Regions from separate parts of the Sus scrofa genome. Here region 2 is linked to region 1. The links are chromatin contacts, called in public HiChIP or PLAC-seq maps. All regions are on one chromosome and are shown on one strand. Each heading gives the region's core, a stretch centred on a gene start, on an enhancer-like site or on the middle of the called end of the contact. The rest is flanking DNA. Distances are from core to core; before and after follow the strand shown.

What was found. HiChIP or PLAC-seq counts read pairs in DNA pulled down with a chosen protein or histone mark.
Region 2: an H3K27ac HiChIP or PLAC-seq map of skeletal muscle shows a contact between it and region 1. The contact joins the promoter of MSL3 here to the enhancer-like site in region 1. A contact is called at or near these places in 1 of 5 promoter capture datasets (fetal skeletal muscle), 11 of 47 Hi-C or Micro-C datasets (brain, embryonic fibroblasts, fetal heart ventricle and 8 more) and 2 of 2 datasets of contacts at active chromatin or transcription factors (alveolar macrophages and skeletal muscle).

The regions. Positions count from the first base shown.
Region 1 is chrX:8,320,580-8,327,908 of Sscrofa11.1, forward strand. All of the region lies in intron 1 of ARHGAP6 (rho GTPase-activating protein 6), which reads right to left. Among named protein-coding and RNA genes, the nearest start is that of ARHGAP6, 120 kb to the right of the region's middle. Within about 2 kb of position 4,607, at least 1 of the 83 cell types and tissues checked has an H3K27ac peak or open chromatin away from gene starts, as enhancers often do. A contact at or near this core is called in skeletal muscle, where this site is marked.
Region 2 is chrX:8,515,547-8,522,875 of Sscrofa11.1, forward strand. MSL3 (male-specific lethal 3 homolog (Drosophila)) reads left to right here and starts at 3,853. Exons shown (of 13, transcript NM_001244081.1): 1 at 3,853-3,982; 2 at 5,321-5,403; 3 at 5,775-5,870; 4 at 6,213-6,313; 5 at 6,987-7,072. The coding sequence starts at 3,881.

The DNA.
Region 1 (7,329 bases), core at 3,357-5,856:
CAACTATACTTAAAAAAAGAAAAAGGACAACTTTTGCTTCCCTGGGTTTCAAATGAGAGATGAAGCCATGACTTGAAAAATGGAGCTAGGAGAGTTCCCATCATGGCTCAGCGGAAACAAATCTGACTGGCAGCCATAAGGACGCAGGTTTGATCTCTCCCACACTCCGTGGGTTAAGGATCCGGCGTTGCTGTGAGCTGTGGTGTAGGTCACAGATGCGGCTCAGATATGGCCATGCTGTGGTGTAGGCAGGTAGCTACATCTCCGATTAGACCCCTAGCTTGGGAACCTCCATATGCCCATGGGTTCGGCCCTAAAAAGACAAAAAAGAAAAACGGAGCTAGTAGGGTCTACACACAGATGATTCGTTTCAGATACTAATAGACCTTCCTGGGGGAGGGGGAGGAAATGTAGACAAAAGACCCTCAGGGCTCCTCAAGGGACTTGTGAATGGCCCTGCGCTGTGCAGCTTCGCAGTTCAAATGTCTTGAGTAGACTGATTCATTGCAAGGTGCTTCTTCGGAGTCTTGGGCTGACTCACGATGACTTGGCTTTACCAAAAGCGGGGTATCATGTATATTTCTAGAGCAACAGCTCTCAACCTGGGGCAATTTTGCTCCACAGAGGCGATGTAGAAATGTCTTGAAACATTTTGTTATTGCCACAATTAGAGGTGACGGGGGAGGTGGGCACTCCTGGCTTCGAGTGGGTAGAGGTCATGGACGCTGCTCAACATCCTGTAGTGCACAGGATGGCCCCACAACAAAAAAGGATCCAACCCCAAATGTCAACAGTAGCAAACTTAAGGGACCCTAGTTTAGAAGATGCAAAAGCATTTTGCTCAAATTACCTCACTAAATCCTAACCACTCTAAGAGATAAGTATTTTTCTCCCCCCTTTGCTGTTCCCATAAGGATGTGAGCCTGCCAACATCAAAAGTGGGTGACAAAGCCAAGTCTAACTCAAGACTGCCTAACTTCAACGCCAGTACTCCTGAACAGTATGCTATATGCACGGCCACCAAACCCTATAAATAACTGTGTGTGTGTGTAGAAAGAGAGAAAGGGAAATTTTAAATTCTAGTGCTACTTTTTTAATTTTTCTTTTCTTTTCTTTTTTTTTTTTTTTGTCTTTTTGTTTTTTTAGGGCCGTACCCATGGCATAAGGAGGTTCCCAGGCTAGGGGTCGAATCGGAGCTGCAGCTGCCAGTCTACGCCAGAGCCACAGCAAGGCCAGATCTGAGCCACGTCTGCAACCTACACCACAGCTCACGGCAACACCAGATCCTTAACCCACTGAGCGAGGCCAGGGATCGAACCCGCAATGTCATGGTTCCTAGTCGGATTCCTTTCTGCTGCGCCATGATGGGAACTCCTAATTTTAAAATTTTTCTTAATTTTGGCAATCTTTGTTGAAGTCAAGATTCCCTAAGGAATAGGGGGAGAGGGATAAATTAGGAGTTTTAGATAACATGTATTACTATAGATAAAATAGAAAATCAACAAGGACCTACTCTATAGCACAGGGAACTCTACTCAATATTTTGTAATAATCTGTATGGGACAAGAATCCGAAAAAGAAGGGATATATGTCTATGTATAACTGATTCACTTTGCTGTACACCTGAAGCTACTACAACACTGTAAATCAATGACACTCCAATGAAAATTTTTAAAGGGAAAAAAAAAAGATTCCCTAAGGGACAGAGCAATGCAGTCAAGACCATATATTCATAAATGGATTACCAATTGTCAACCGATAAGAATACAAGGAAACTGCCTTAATGCTAAAACCCTATCTGTAATTCACTCTTTGATGATTTAGAAGGTTCCTTCAGCCTTAGGGCTCCCAACAGTCTTTTCCTTGTATCTAAGCTGGTTTAAATACTTTTAGGCATTTGGGGCTATAATGAAGCATACAAAATGATACATACGGCATGTGAAAGGTGCACTGTCCATGCAATGGATAAGGCTCCATAAGAGGAGAAGAGAAACAATACATTAAATAAAAAGTGAATATATGACCATAGGATATACGTCATCCACAAGTATCTAGGAGCCTAATGAATGTTTTCTTAGGAGAACACAAAATGTTTGAGTGCTTAAAATCCATGTTTGGGGAAGTTCCACTGGCAGGGCCAGAGGGGCCTGAAGAATATGACCAAGGTTCTAACCAGCCCTTGAGGGTGTCATTTTGAAATTGGCTTCATGACCACTTTATTTTGAGGTTGAAAAATCTGGCACCCAGAATAAGTGTCCTTTAAAGTCTTCACTGTATTGTTGGCACTCTGGAATGGGGTTCTCCCCGTCTTCTACCGTCTTTATTCGTTTCAAGCAGGGGTCAATACCACACTGTCAGTTTGCTGGTGGGACTTAATTTCACACCGACATCTTGATCGTTTGAACAGTGTGATTTCTGCCTTGTGAGTAAATGGATTCTCCATCAGCCTTTCGGAGCCCAGCCTGTTCCTGTGCAGTGGTAATAAGATCAAACACTTCAGCAAATAGAAGAAATGATATTTAAAAATTATGTTAGACCTTTTTTTTTTTTTTTTTTTTTTTTTTAGGGCCACACCTGCAGCATATGGAGGTTCCCAGGTTAGGGGTTGAATCAGCGCTGCAGTTGCTGGCCTATGCCACAGCCACAGCAACGCAGGATCCAAGCTGCATCTGTGACCTATACCACAGCTCATGGCAATGCCAGATCCTTAACCACTGAGTGGGTCCAGGGATCGAATCTGTGTCCTCATGGATGCTAGTCGGGTTTGTTACCACAGAGTCAAAACTGGAACTCCCATTCTAGACTTACATAATGCAAGTTTGCCAATAAAGCTGAAGCTATTTGGCAGAACTCAAAACATTATCTTCAACAAACAAACAAGCAAAATCTTTTGAAGAAATGATCTCACCACCCTGAAACTTCCTACCCAAAAATATGTAAATAGCTCATGATTACATTAAATGTTCAGCTGGCGTTCAGGGCCATCGCAGGGTACAACAAACAACCTCTCACGTTTAACTCATCTTAGACACTGGCAAGCTGTGTGACCTGGGGCAAATGCTTTTCCTTCTCTGATTTTCTCATCTATGAAATGAAGGAGAAAGGCAGGGCTCTACATGATACATGAAGTTATTCTTGGGCACTACGCATGACATAATTCTCAGCAATACGAAAAATCCTATTTGGCAAGCCAATGCTTAATTCCCCAAACTATAACGCCTTTCAACAAGGTCAGCTGCAAGGAGATGTTGTGCTTATCAGTAAATATTAAATATCTGTTAATTTCAACAACCCTTAGATTCAAAATACAAAAATGTCGGTAACTATATAGTTTCTTTCCTCCAAATTCTGGCGCAGTAGGAGCTAATTTTCTCAGATAAAACTCAGACTTTTTTTTTTTTTTTTGGTAACGGATTTGGGTTTCAAAATGACCCATCAACTATGACTTCCAGATGACAAAATGGACAGAGTACAAGCCAGCGCTGAGAAACTTAAGCATAGGAGTCAAATGGACACCCTGACTCTATCCTTCATTTCGAGCTGAAATTTGTTGAAAATTATACCTTCAACCTTAGGTCCCAACGTCTCTCAAACAGGAATAAAAGCTGCTCCAAACACCGCATGAGCTGATGTTGGCTCAAGGTAACACCTAAAAACACAGTCAGGGAATGTTCCTAATTTTATTATTCACAGAGTATCTTACCATCAAGAGCATAGTTCCTTCCAGTTTCAAAAGGTGAAGTGGAACCAAGTAATACTAGATCACGTTTTTGTGATAAGACGTAAGAATTCCCAATTTAGGAAGGTAAACACGGGCAACGCCCTTCTGGATACGCAAGAATGGAGCCACTGTGACTTGCCCTGCAGCCGACCTTCTGTTTTTATTTCTTTTGAAGTCCTGCCTTCTAAATAATAAAGAAAAATATGAAACATGAGCCTTCTCCTCCTGGGAGAATTAAGAAACGAACTATGATTTAAGGATTACTTTATTGTTTCTGTGGGACTTCTGATTTATACTGTGTTAGCGTTTTATGCTGGGACATTATTTATATTTATATCCCTAATGCCCAGCACTTATTGGGTTTATAATAAAAGATTAGTAACTGTATGTGAATGTCTTTCTCCATCCAATACGCCCTTTAAAATGATCATAGTGGGAAGAATTTAATTACGGTAGCAAGAATCTTTCAAATATGTATCTTTCAAACACTATAAAATAGAATAGCACGAGGATTAGGAAAGCATTAAGCCTAAACTCACATCTGTTTTTTCCCACATTCCATCACATCGTTGTTTAGCGTTCAGAGGGTCACAGAGCAAGGGGTAACGATGCACATTTGGAAACCGCTTTTGACTAGTCATTTCTTGCTCCTATGGCCTTTTTTTTTTCTTCTTCTTCTTTCCTTTGAAGGACCATGGGCTGCTGTCTGTTTCTTCACACTTGTCTTCCAGTCTCCACGGACGGCCTCAGGTGGCTGCCTGCTTGTTTGTTAATCACTTCCTGGCAGCCTCCAAACTCCTCTAAAAGAAACTAAGCAAACATGCACCTGCACCACCCCTCTCTTTTCCAGGTCTCCATCCAATGTTCTTTGCCATCTCGGAGCCCCAAGAAAAATCTGAGACGGCGATGATAATCATCCGTAAAATATGATGCATGTCAAATCCAGTCCTCGTTATGTTTCTCTGATAAAACAGTGCCAGGAACCATGCCATAGCTCTTGAGATGAAGAGGCAGAAAAGCACAACCTGCTAAGTGGGACATAGTCATACACGGGCTTCTGTAGTTAGTAAAATGGAGCTGAACTCAAGAGGAAACACCCATGACATTTTTTTATACGAAAATCTGACATGCATCAGCCCCGCGTTCTTTGGAGTCATTTGGGCAGCGGAATCTTTGGCCTTTCCAGAAAACCCAAAAATAGCTGATGGCTTGACACGATGGCATCTAGGTAGTGACTTTCCAAAAGAACATGTCGCAACAGTTACACTGCAGTGTGGAAATGGATGTTTGGATTCCCAAGTGAAGAACGGCCTAGACTCCTGATGGCTTTCCCTCTGTGGGCAAGCCCATCTTCCATGGCAACAGAAGGCACAGGGACATTAGAAAGCTGTTACAGAAAGAAAACCCTTAGTAGGCCACCACTTCACAAACTTTCATGTCCATAGGAATCACCTGGGGATCTTGCTGATTCTGCAGGTCCACGGTGGGGTCTGAGATTCTGCACTTTCCTAACGATTTCTTAGGTGGAGCTGATGCTGCTGGTCCCTGGCATGGCCCACACTTGGAGGAAAATAATGGAATATTCATAATTGGGGTTTATTTTCCAGTCCCTTTCCTTTGTTTGACCCACTGAGAAATCTGAGCTTGCAGGAATCGAAACTGAAACACTAAAAAGTTCAGATGAGCAGGCATCAGCATGGACCTTCCTTTTTGAGCAGGGAGAGAGAGCCTCAGCAACATTCTCTTATGTCATATTGGCCAGAACTGGGTCACAGGGCCAGATTTAAGCTGCAAGGGAGGCTGGAAAAGACAGTATGTGGTTTCCAGACACTTCGCTGGGGGCAGACTCTGCCATAAGGAAGAGGAGGGAAGGGAACGGCTGCTGGTTTCCCCTCCAATTGGATGTGTGCAGGGTGCTTCAATGCACACTCCCAGGACCCAGCTCAGTAAAAAAGAAACAGCCCTTGAAACTGCCTTTTAAAGACAAACCTGTTCAGTTTCACCAACTGTTACGCAAAGCAAGTTGGGGAACCACTGATCCAACCAGTCCTCCTAAAACTGCCCACCCTGCAACACCCTATATTTGGTCCTGAGTTTCCTAAGCGAAGGGAAGAGAGTGACAAGTGGGTCTCTGGGAACCCGAGCAGATATGAGGGTAAAAGCAATGGGTTAACTACCTTCCCGGGTCTCATAGACTCTGGACTCACTTAGCACTGGTTCTCACCACCTGTCTGAATCACCTGAGGAGCTGTTTTTTTTAAAAAAAAAAAGTCCTGGCGCTTGGGTGCCAACCCCAGAGACTTTAGTCCAGGATCTGACTGGGATACAGCTCGGGCAGCGAAATGTTCTTGAGTTCTTGCAAAAATGTAATATGCAGCCAAGGTTGGGAGCCTCTGCGCTGGAGCTGCACTTTTTCATCTGTAATGTGCACACAAACCCCTTGGGGATCGGGTGAAAATGCAGATTTTTTTTTTTTAAGGGTTGCTGCTGGTTTCCCCTCCAATTGGATGTGTGCAGGGTGCTTCAATGCACACTCCCAGGACCCAGCTCAGTAAAAAAGAAACAACCCTTGAAACTGCCCTTTAAAGACAAACCTGTTCAGTTTCACCAACTGTTACACATAGGGAGGTTCCCAGGCTAGGGGTGGAATTGGAGCTACAGCTATGGGCCTATATCACAGCCACAGCAATGCAGGATCTGAGCCACACCTGGGACCTACACCACAGCTCATGGCAATGCTAGGTCCTTGACCCACAGAGTGAGACAGGGATTAAACCCACATCTTCACGGATACCAGGCAGGTTCGTTTCCACTGAGCCACAACGGGAACTCCCTAAAATGCAGATTCTGACTCCGCATGCCTTTAGTGGGCCCCGGGTCTGCATTTCTTAGCAGCTGCCTGAGCTCTGCTGATGTTGCTGGTTCACAGACTCCACTTTGCCCAGCAGGGCACTAGAGCAGAGGGACTCAAAGTGGATCCGTGGCCCACTGCAATCTGAAAACTACCTACTGCCACTCCATGACAAGGGCGGAACTCACTTAGAAATTTTTATTCAATGTTGCCAAGATACCCAAGAGCCTAATTTTATACTTTACAAAAGTAAAATAGATTTGAAAACACCTGTTCCCTGCACAGGACATCTACAAAGTGCCAGCCTAGAGCAAAACCCCCTCTACCAACATGTAAACTTGAGGGCAGGAGTGCCACTTTATTAAGCAGTGAATGCCCAGTACCTGGCCATAACGGGTACTTAGTAAGTGTTAGCTGGGTGAATGAATGAAATGCTGGCCCTCTGGTTGTGGTCTTCAAGGGTATTTTCCAAAAGGAGGTAGACCTAAGTTCACATGGATTTCAAAGCACAGAGAAAAAAGGCTGGAAAGTTGTGGGTAGGTTGAAATTTAATTTGGCTTTCAAACATTTGCTGAGAGCCCCTACAGTGTACTTTGGAGACACAGAGATGAGCAAAATGTGGTCCTGGATCTCAAAAAGCTCAATTCATCACCCTACGACTCAAAGTGTAACAAAGCAGCATTAGTGGTTGTTAGAAATACATAATCTCAGCTGGTCCCAGACCTGCCGAATCAGAGTCTGCATTTGAACAAGGCAA
Region 2 (7,329 bases), core at 2,603-5,102, 190 kb after region 1:
ATCACGGTCGACCCCCTGGTGTGCTACGTTCTCTCAAGGTCTCAAATGCATGTTCACGGCCATCAGCAGTGCATCAGATGGTCTCACTGAGCTTAGAGAAACAGAAACAAGATAAAACACGAGGTGAGTAGCAAAAATAACTCTTCCAGGGATCACAATGAGACAAGAACCACTTAACTCTTTTGGTGCTTGACAGTAGCACTGATATCAAATTTTGGTCACCCTCCAAAAGGAGGGACTTGATGAATCAATTAAACCAAGAGGCCATTAGACTGAGGTGACTCTAATGCTTTGGCAGCCTAGGTAAGTAAACCAAACCCTAAGCCTGTAAGTTCCTCAAGGTTGTGAAATCAAAATGCTGAGGACAACCAATCACAAACAGCCAGCTGGGCTTCATGCTTTAGCCAATCAGCACTTTCCTTCCTTCTGCCTTCTCGCTATGAAACCCTCTCTCTGAGCTCCTGACCCCGTAGCACACCTAAGCACGTCTGGTTTGGGGCTGCCAGATGCTGGAATCTGCAGGATTCCAGAGAAACAAAAGAAAGCACCCACACTCTTAACATGTTTTGTATGCGTCCCTGTATGGTTCAACCAGAACACTTCCACTCTGGAACAATTTTTGACACTTTCTCCTCCCAGGGAGATTTAAGCACCTGTGTCTAGTCTATTCTCTTCTGGACCAACTTTAAAAGAGCAACCAAGAGGCTTGCACTCGCTTGCATGCCGCTCCGCCCCTCCTGAAATGTGTCCTTGAGGCCAGGGATACCATCTGTATCCTACTTTGTGTGTCTGGCATCCAGCACCCAGGAGGCTCAATAAATATTTGTTTGTTTGTTTTTACTTTTTTTATTACTCAAATGAATTTATCACATCTGTAGTTGTATAATGATCATAACAATATGATTTCATAGGATTTCCATCCCACAGCCCAAGCATATCCCCCCACCCTCCAATAAATATTTGTTGAATGAACAGGGTGCAAGGAGACATGGTCAAGAAATGCCTACTCTTTATAGCAAGCCTCTACTCAGCACTGACTATGCCAGGCACTACACAAAGGCATCTAACCCTAAATAGACTGAGTTCAGTCTCCTGTGACATAAAAACCACTATTATCTTCACTTTATTATTTTATTCTTTTGTCATTTAGGGCCGCACCCACGGCATATGGAGGTTCCCAGGCTAGGGGTCCAGTAGGAACTGTAGCCACTGGCATACACCACAGCCATAGCAACGCGGGATCCAAGCCCATCTGCGACCTACACCACAAGAACGCTGGATCCTTAACCCACTGAGCGAGGCCAGGGATCGAACCTGTATCCTCATGGATCCTAGTCGGGTTCACCAATCGCGAACTCCTATCTTCACTTTAAATGTAAGAAAACTGCATCACTGAGAGACTGATCACTTGTCCAAGGTTACGCACAAACTAAGAAGTGCCAAGTGTGGGAATGGAACCCAGAACCCACTACATTCTTTACCTTTATCCCCAAAAGGAAAAAGATGCTACACCCGCATGAGACATGGAGCCCTCTCTAGTGGGTCCTAACTGGATGAGGGCCGAAAGGGGTGCTGCCGTAGGTGGTATGGGTAGCGTTTAGGACCCTGAAGCCTTTTGCATTCTTGGACTTTTTACAGAGAAAAGGAAAAATGCAAAGCTCAAGGACATTAGGGCTCAGAATGGAGAGAAACAAAAGAAAGCACCCAAAGTTTTGCTCTGAAAGTTTAGAGTCTGTAGAGGCAATCTCCATTCACCAGCAAGAAAAACAAAAGCATTAATTCTTCAGTTATGGCTTAAGCATGACTGGCAATTATTTGTGCCCCAGAGCTCCCCTTGCCATTTATGGGAACACTACCATCAAGATGCCACCCTGAGGAGTTCCCATCGTGGCTCAGAGGTTAACAAATCTGACTAGGAACCATGAGGTTGTGGGTTTGATCCCTGGCCTTGCTCAGTGGGTTAAGGATCCGGCATTGCCGTGAGCTGTGGTGTAGGTTGCAGACTCGGCTCGGATCTGGCGTTGCTGTGGCTCTGGGGTAGGCCGGCGGCTACGGCTCCGATTAGACCCCTAGCCTGGGAACCTCTATATGCCCTGGGAGCGGCCCTAGAAAAGGCAAAACGACACACACACACACACACACAAAATCCCACCTTGACAAACCACAACCGGAAGAGGAATCATGGCTCCGGTTCTGGCAGAGTCTGTATTATCCCAGACTCAGGTCTTCCATGTCTTCTCCTAACCTGTCCCTCCTCTGACAGCCCTTATTCTGGCCAATGGACCTGGCCAGAGGAATTCCTCCTTTCCTTTCCACCTTCGTATCCAATGCATCACTGAGTTTTGTGGATTCTATTTCATAAATCTGTAATCTAGTCAATCAATCGATCAGTTAGTCAATCTTCACTGTGTGCCAGGAGCATGCACTGATGAACTGGGTGAGAGTTCCTCCAGCCCTGCCTTCCCAAGCATCAAGGAGCTGGGCATCTTAAGGAGGGCATTTTGCAAATGAAAAGCCCTCCTCCTGCAGAGCAGTAACTGCAAGGAATGGATAAGTGGAGAGCAGTGAGGGAATCCTGGAGGGGTCTATCTCGTGGCTGTGTCCAAACTGAAGTGTGAAGGATGTGTACCAGGAACCCAGTGAAGGCGGAAGCAAGTGCACATTTCTGGAAGCAGGAACGGAGCCCAGAGTGTGGAGACCTGGCAGTTCACTAGGACCTCAGAGCTGGTCTCCAGTGGGTCCCAATGCACCAACTACATTGCCTTAAGACTGCCCATTCCTCAAAGGAAAACACACCCAGCACCGTCTTTCGTGTCTCTAGAGGTTTGCCCTTCAAGAAGGGTCTTCCAGGGACTTCCCTGGGGGCTTAGCAGCTAAGGATCCAGCTGTTGTCACTGCTGTGGCTCGGGTCACTGCTGTGAGGCAGGTTAGGGCTTGATCCCTGGCCCCAGAACTTACGCCAGCCTTGGCTGCGGGCCAAAAAAAAAAAAAGCGTCTCCCAGCGTTTGTCATTCCTTCATCCCATGTCGCCTGGGCATCCCTTCTGTGTAGGTACCCGCTAGGACAGGCCACACAATACCTCTCAACTGCAGGGAGTTTTCAGTGTATGGCAGAAGATGACCTTAACGGAACCTCACTGCACGTTCTGGGGGCTGAGACACCACGCTGGAAGCTGAGACTTAGGATGTTAAAGACCTGGTAAGGACTCATCAGCCTCGCCGCCCACTTCTCACCCGCTGTCACAGGAGGGCTCCAGGCCTGCCACCTGCTCCTCCTGGCCCAGAGGTGCCCCAGTGCTTTCTTCACCCTACAACCTTCCGCCCCCGCCCAAGACCGCTGCCCATCTAGACCCGACTCCGGCGCTACATCCTCCCCGCTTGGCCCTACTTGGCGGCGCGCGCTCCGCTTAGGTGGCCGACGCGGCGTGGCCAAGGAGCTCCCAGAGGGCGGCCGCCGGCCTCCCCACCGCCAGTGCCCCCTCATAGACGGGCTCTGTCCGGGCATCTCCCGTCCCGGGACCGAAGAGCGCGCGTCCGGCGCGATGACCCCGTGGGCGCGACCCCTTCCTAGGAAGGCTGGAGGGGCCGCTGGGCGGGCGGACCTGGGGCGCGGGCTCCCCACTCGCCGTCTACCCAGAGCCCGGCGGGAACTCGCAGAGGCGCGCCCGGTCGGGAGCGCGCGCGTCCGGCCGCTCCGAGGTCCGGCAGTGGCGCGGGGCGGGCAGAGGCGGGGCGGAGGGCGGGACGGCCGCAGCCTCCGCCAGTCCCCGCTCCGTCCCCACCACCCCCGCCACAGCGCGCCACCTCCCCGCCCCCACCCCCCTCCCCCACCGCGCGCGCTCCGCCCGCCCCGGAGCCTCGCCCTCCGCCACGATGAGCAAATGAGCGCGAGCGAGGGCATGAAATTTAAATTCCACTCAGGGGAGAAAGTGCTGTGCTTCGAGCCTGACCCCACCAAGGCGCGAGTGCTGTACGATGCCAAGGTGCCGCCGCGGAGGGACAGGGAGGACGCGCGGGACGGGGACCCCGGGACGGGAGGCGAACGCGGATGCGGGTGCGGATGGCGCCGCGGCGCGGGGGAAGTGGCGGGGCTGGGGCGCTCCCTGCTAGCGGCTCCTCGGCCTGCGCGGCGCCGCGCGGGCGGCAGGGGGCGCTCGCGGGGCACGGCGCTGGGGAGTCGGGGCTCGGGCGCTTCCGCTTCCGCCTGGTGCCGGTGGCGGTGTGGGCGCCATCGGAAACCTCGCACTTCCGGTGTCCAGAGGCTGTGGCAGGGGCCGCGGCCCCCGTTTGCCCACGCGAGGGCCGCTGTGGGCCGCGCAGCCGGGAGACCGCTCGCACACAGTCTCTGCCTTCGGGTTAAATTTCCCCTTAGGCTGCGCGGTGTAGCGCCCCACGGGCTCCCGTCCCACGCCCTGACCCCCCCCCCCGCCCCGTATCCAAGCGCCACCGCGATGGCCCCCTTCTGGCGACGTCGTTGCCCTGGGACCCAGGCGTATCTGGGCCTGGTCCCTCCCTTAGGCCTTGACCCCTCACCCCGAGGGCAAGGTTGATCCGGTGTCTTCGTCCTTCAGGGCCTTGCGACATTTACATTTTCAGTCTCCGTGTCGCGCCCCGTGCCACTCCACCTAAATCTCGGGGGCTTGGGGGGAAATTGAGCCACATCTGCAGCTCCTCAGGTCTGGATGGCGAGGGGGAGTGGGCCTCGCAGTCTGGGGGTGGGGTCCGGCCCTGGGCCCCGGGCCCCAGGTCCCAGGCCCCAGGTGTGTCTGGGCGGCGCTGCCCTGGAGAGGACATCCCAGGCCTTTCGGGCTCCGCCCCCCGCTGCCCCCGTCTCCGTTAGCTGTGCCTCCTCCCTCCCCGCCTGGAGTCTCCTTAAGGGTGACACGCCCCATCATTCGCCCCAGACGTTCCCCCTGGGGACATCGCTGGGAGGGATGGCCTAATCCGCCAGCCGAACTGGCCCTGGACGCAGCGGAGCCCAGCAGACTACAACTCCCAGAGGTCTCACGGCTGCAGCTCGCTGGTCTGGCCTGGACTCTGGTTAGTGACACATTGGCCGGCCAATGCCTTCAGAAGTGGCACCCTTTCTCACAGTCAGAGACCAATCAGGGGTTGGTTGGAGGGATGTTTCCTATTTTGAGGCATCCACTCAGGAAAAAAAATGGAATTGAAAGGAAAAATGTTTCAGCCCCGCTCTCTGTCTAAAAAAGGAGAGAATGCTTTCTTTTCTTTTAAAAAAAGGTCGATGATCTAGTTTTCCTGATCCAGCTTCCAATATTCTGTATGTTCTGTCGTTTGTGGACAACATTTCCTGGTTTCAGATTGTCGATGTTATTGTTGGGAAAGACGAAAAAGGCAGAAAGATCCCAGAATATCTGATCCATTTTAATGGTTGGAACAGGAGGTGAGTGTACTTGTTAAACCGGACGGAAAGTTGATAATCTCTGCACAGGCACATTGCAAACGTCTTTGTTAAGTTTTAGAAACACTTCATTTCCTGTTGTTGTTGTTTTTTAATCAAACCTTGCCTCCTTGGAAGAATGATGACTTCTAAATCGATTGTATTTTTATTCTCTTTGGGTCATTGTGGAAACCCCGGTTGCTTCTGTGTCTGAATGAGTTCCTTTTTCAGTTTATTTGCATCTTTTGTGTGATTTTAAAATATTTCAATAGTTTTCTCAAATGTGAAGTAATTCTCTGATGTGCTGTTAGCATTTGTTTCGTATCAAACTGAAATACTGAATGTTACATGCTTTTCCTCTTTTGTTTGATTAGCTGGGATAGATGGGCAGCTGAAGATCATGTCCTTCGTGATACCGATGAAAATCGGAGATTACAGCGTAAATTGGCAAGAAAAGCTGTAGCTCGCCTGTAAGAATACCAAAATCCTGCTATCAATGTTCCTCCGTATTTTCTTGCAGTGTTTAGAATTTTTATGATGTGAAAGTTAAAGATTCTGAAATCTGACATAGGCATGGAGTATGAATTTGGCATAGGTAAAGCTTGTTAGTGAATGGTGTTTCTATGGTGTTCTAAATAATTGCTGTGCTTTCAGGAGCTTACTGTGTAGTGTTCTGAAACAGACATTACCACTTAGGTTTTGCAGTGGAATTTGCTTAGGTACTTAAGAATAATTGTTATTAGCTACTCTTTTTTTACCTGCAGACCCATATGGGTCAATGTCAACATTTCAGTTTTGTTTATCTGTTTCAGGAGAAGCACAGGAAGAAAGAGGAAGCGCTGCAGGTTGCCTGGGGTGGACTCTGTCTTGAAAAGCCTCCCCGCGGAAGAAAAAGATGAAAATGATGAAAACTGTGAGTGGCTTGACTCGTTTTTCTCTGGTTAAAAGGATTTTTTTTTTTACCTCGTTCTTTTATACCACAGGATCGAGGGGGAAGATTTATTAGAATTATAGACAGGAAAACTGGGTTTTTTTAATGAAGTTCCTGGGCTAGGGGTCAGAGCAGGACAGGGAAACATTTTCACATTGTATACAACATTTGTTCCTTTTGTTTTTGACAAAGTAGCAGTCGGTAAGTTCCTAATTAGATCTCCTGAGTCATGGGCACTACGGCTGCCTTTTCAGCCTTTGTCTTTAACTCCTCAGAGGTCCATGCTCTTGTTTTCTTACCCCCACCCTTGTTTTGGCCACCCCCATGGCCTGTGGAAGTTCCTGGGCCAGGGATCCAACCCACGCCATGGCAGTGACCCCAGCGTCTGCAGTGACAATGCCAAATTCCTAACTCACTAAATGCTTTAAAGTCATTTACTTGTGTGATTTTTGCATCCATCAAAATCGGTGTTGTATTTTTTCAAAATAAATTTGTTTTCTGAGAGGTGCAGTATTTGTGTTTAGCACTTAAAATACATGCAAGACTGCAGTTTATTATTTCTCTCAGTAGAACACACATGCCATCTTAAAGAATTGTAAATATAAAGGTTAAGAACGTATGTAAAGCAGGTTTGCCTGATATTTTTGGGTTTTAGCAATAAGCAGTTCCTCTGATGACAATAGTGAAGAAAAGGATGAAGAAATAAGTGAAGAGAGTGATATTGAAGAAAAGACGGAAACGGTACACAGGTTTTTTTTAATTTTTTTGTATGTATAAATTTTTTATTGTAAAATCTCTTTGTTTTGGTGTATATTTAGTTGTAGAATTATGCGGTCAAATTTTTAGTTGTGAAGTGTTTTGTAAGTATACATTTTTAAAGACCAAAGATCAAGTTGGATTTCATGTTTAAGAGAAAATAATCCTTATTTATAGTTACGAGCCTTCTGTGGCTCTTTAGACCCTTAAAACTCTTGCCACAAATCATAGTTAACCCTTCC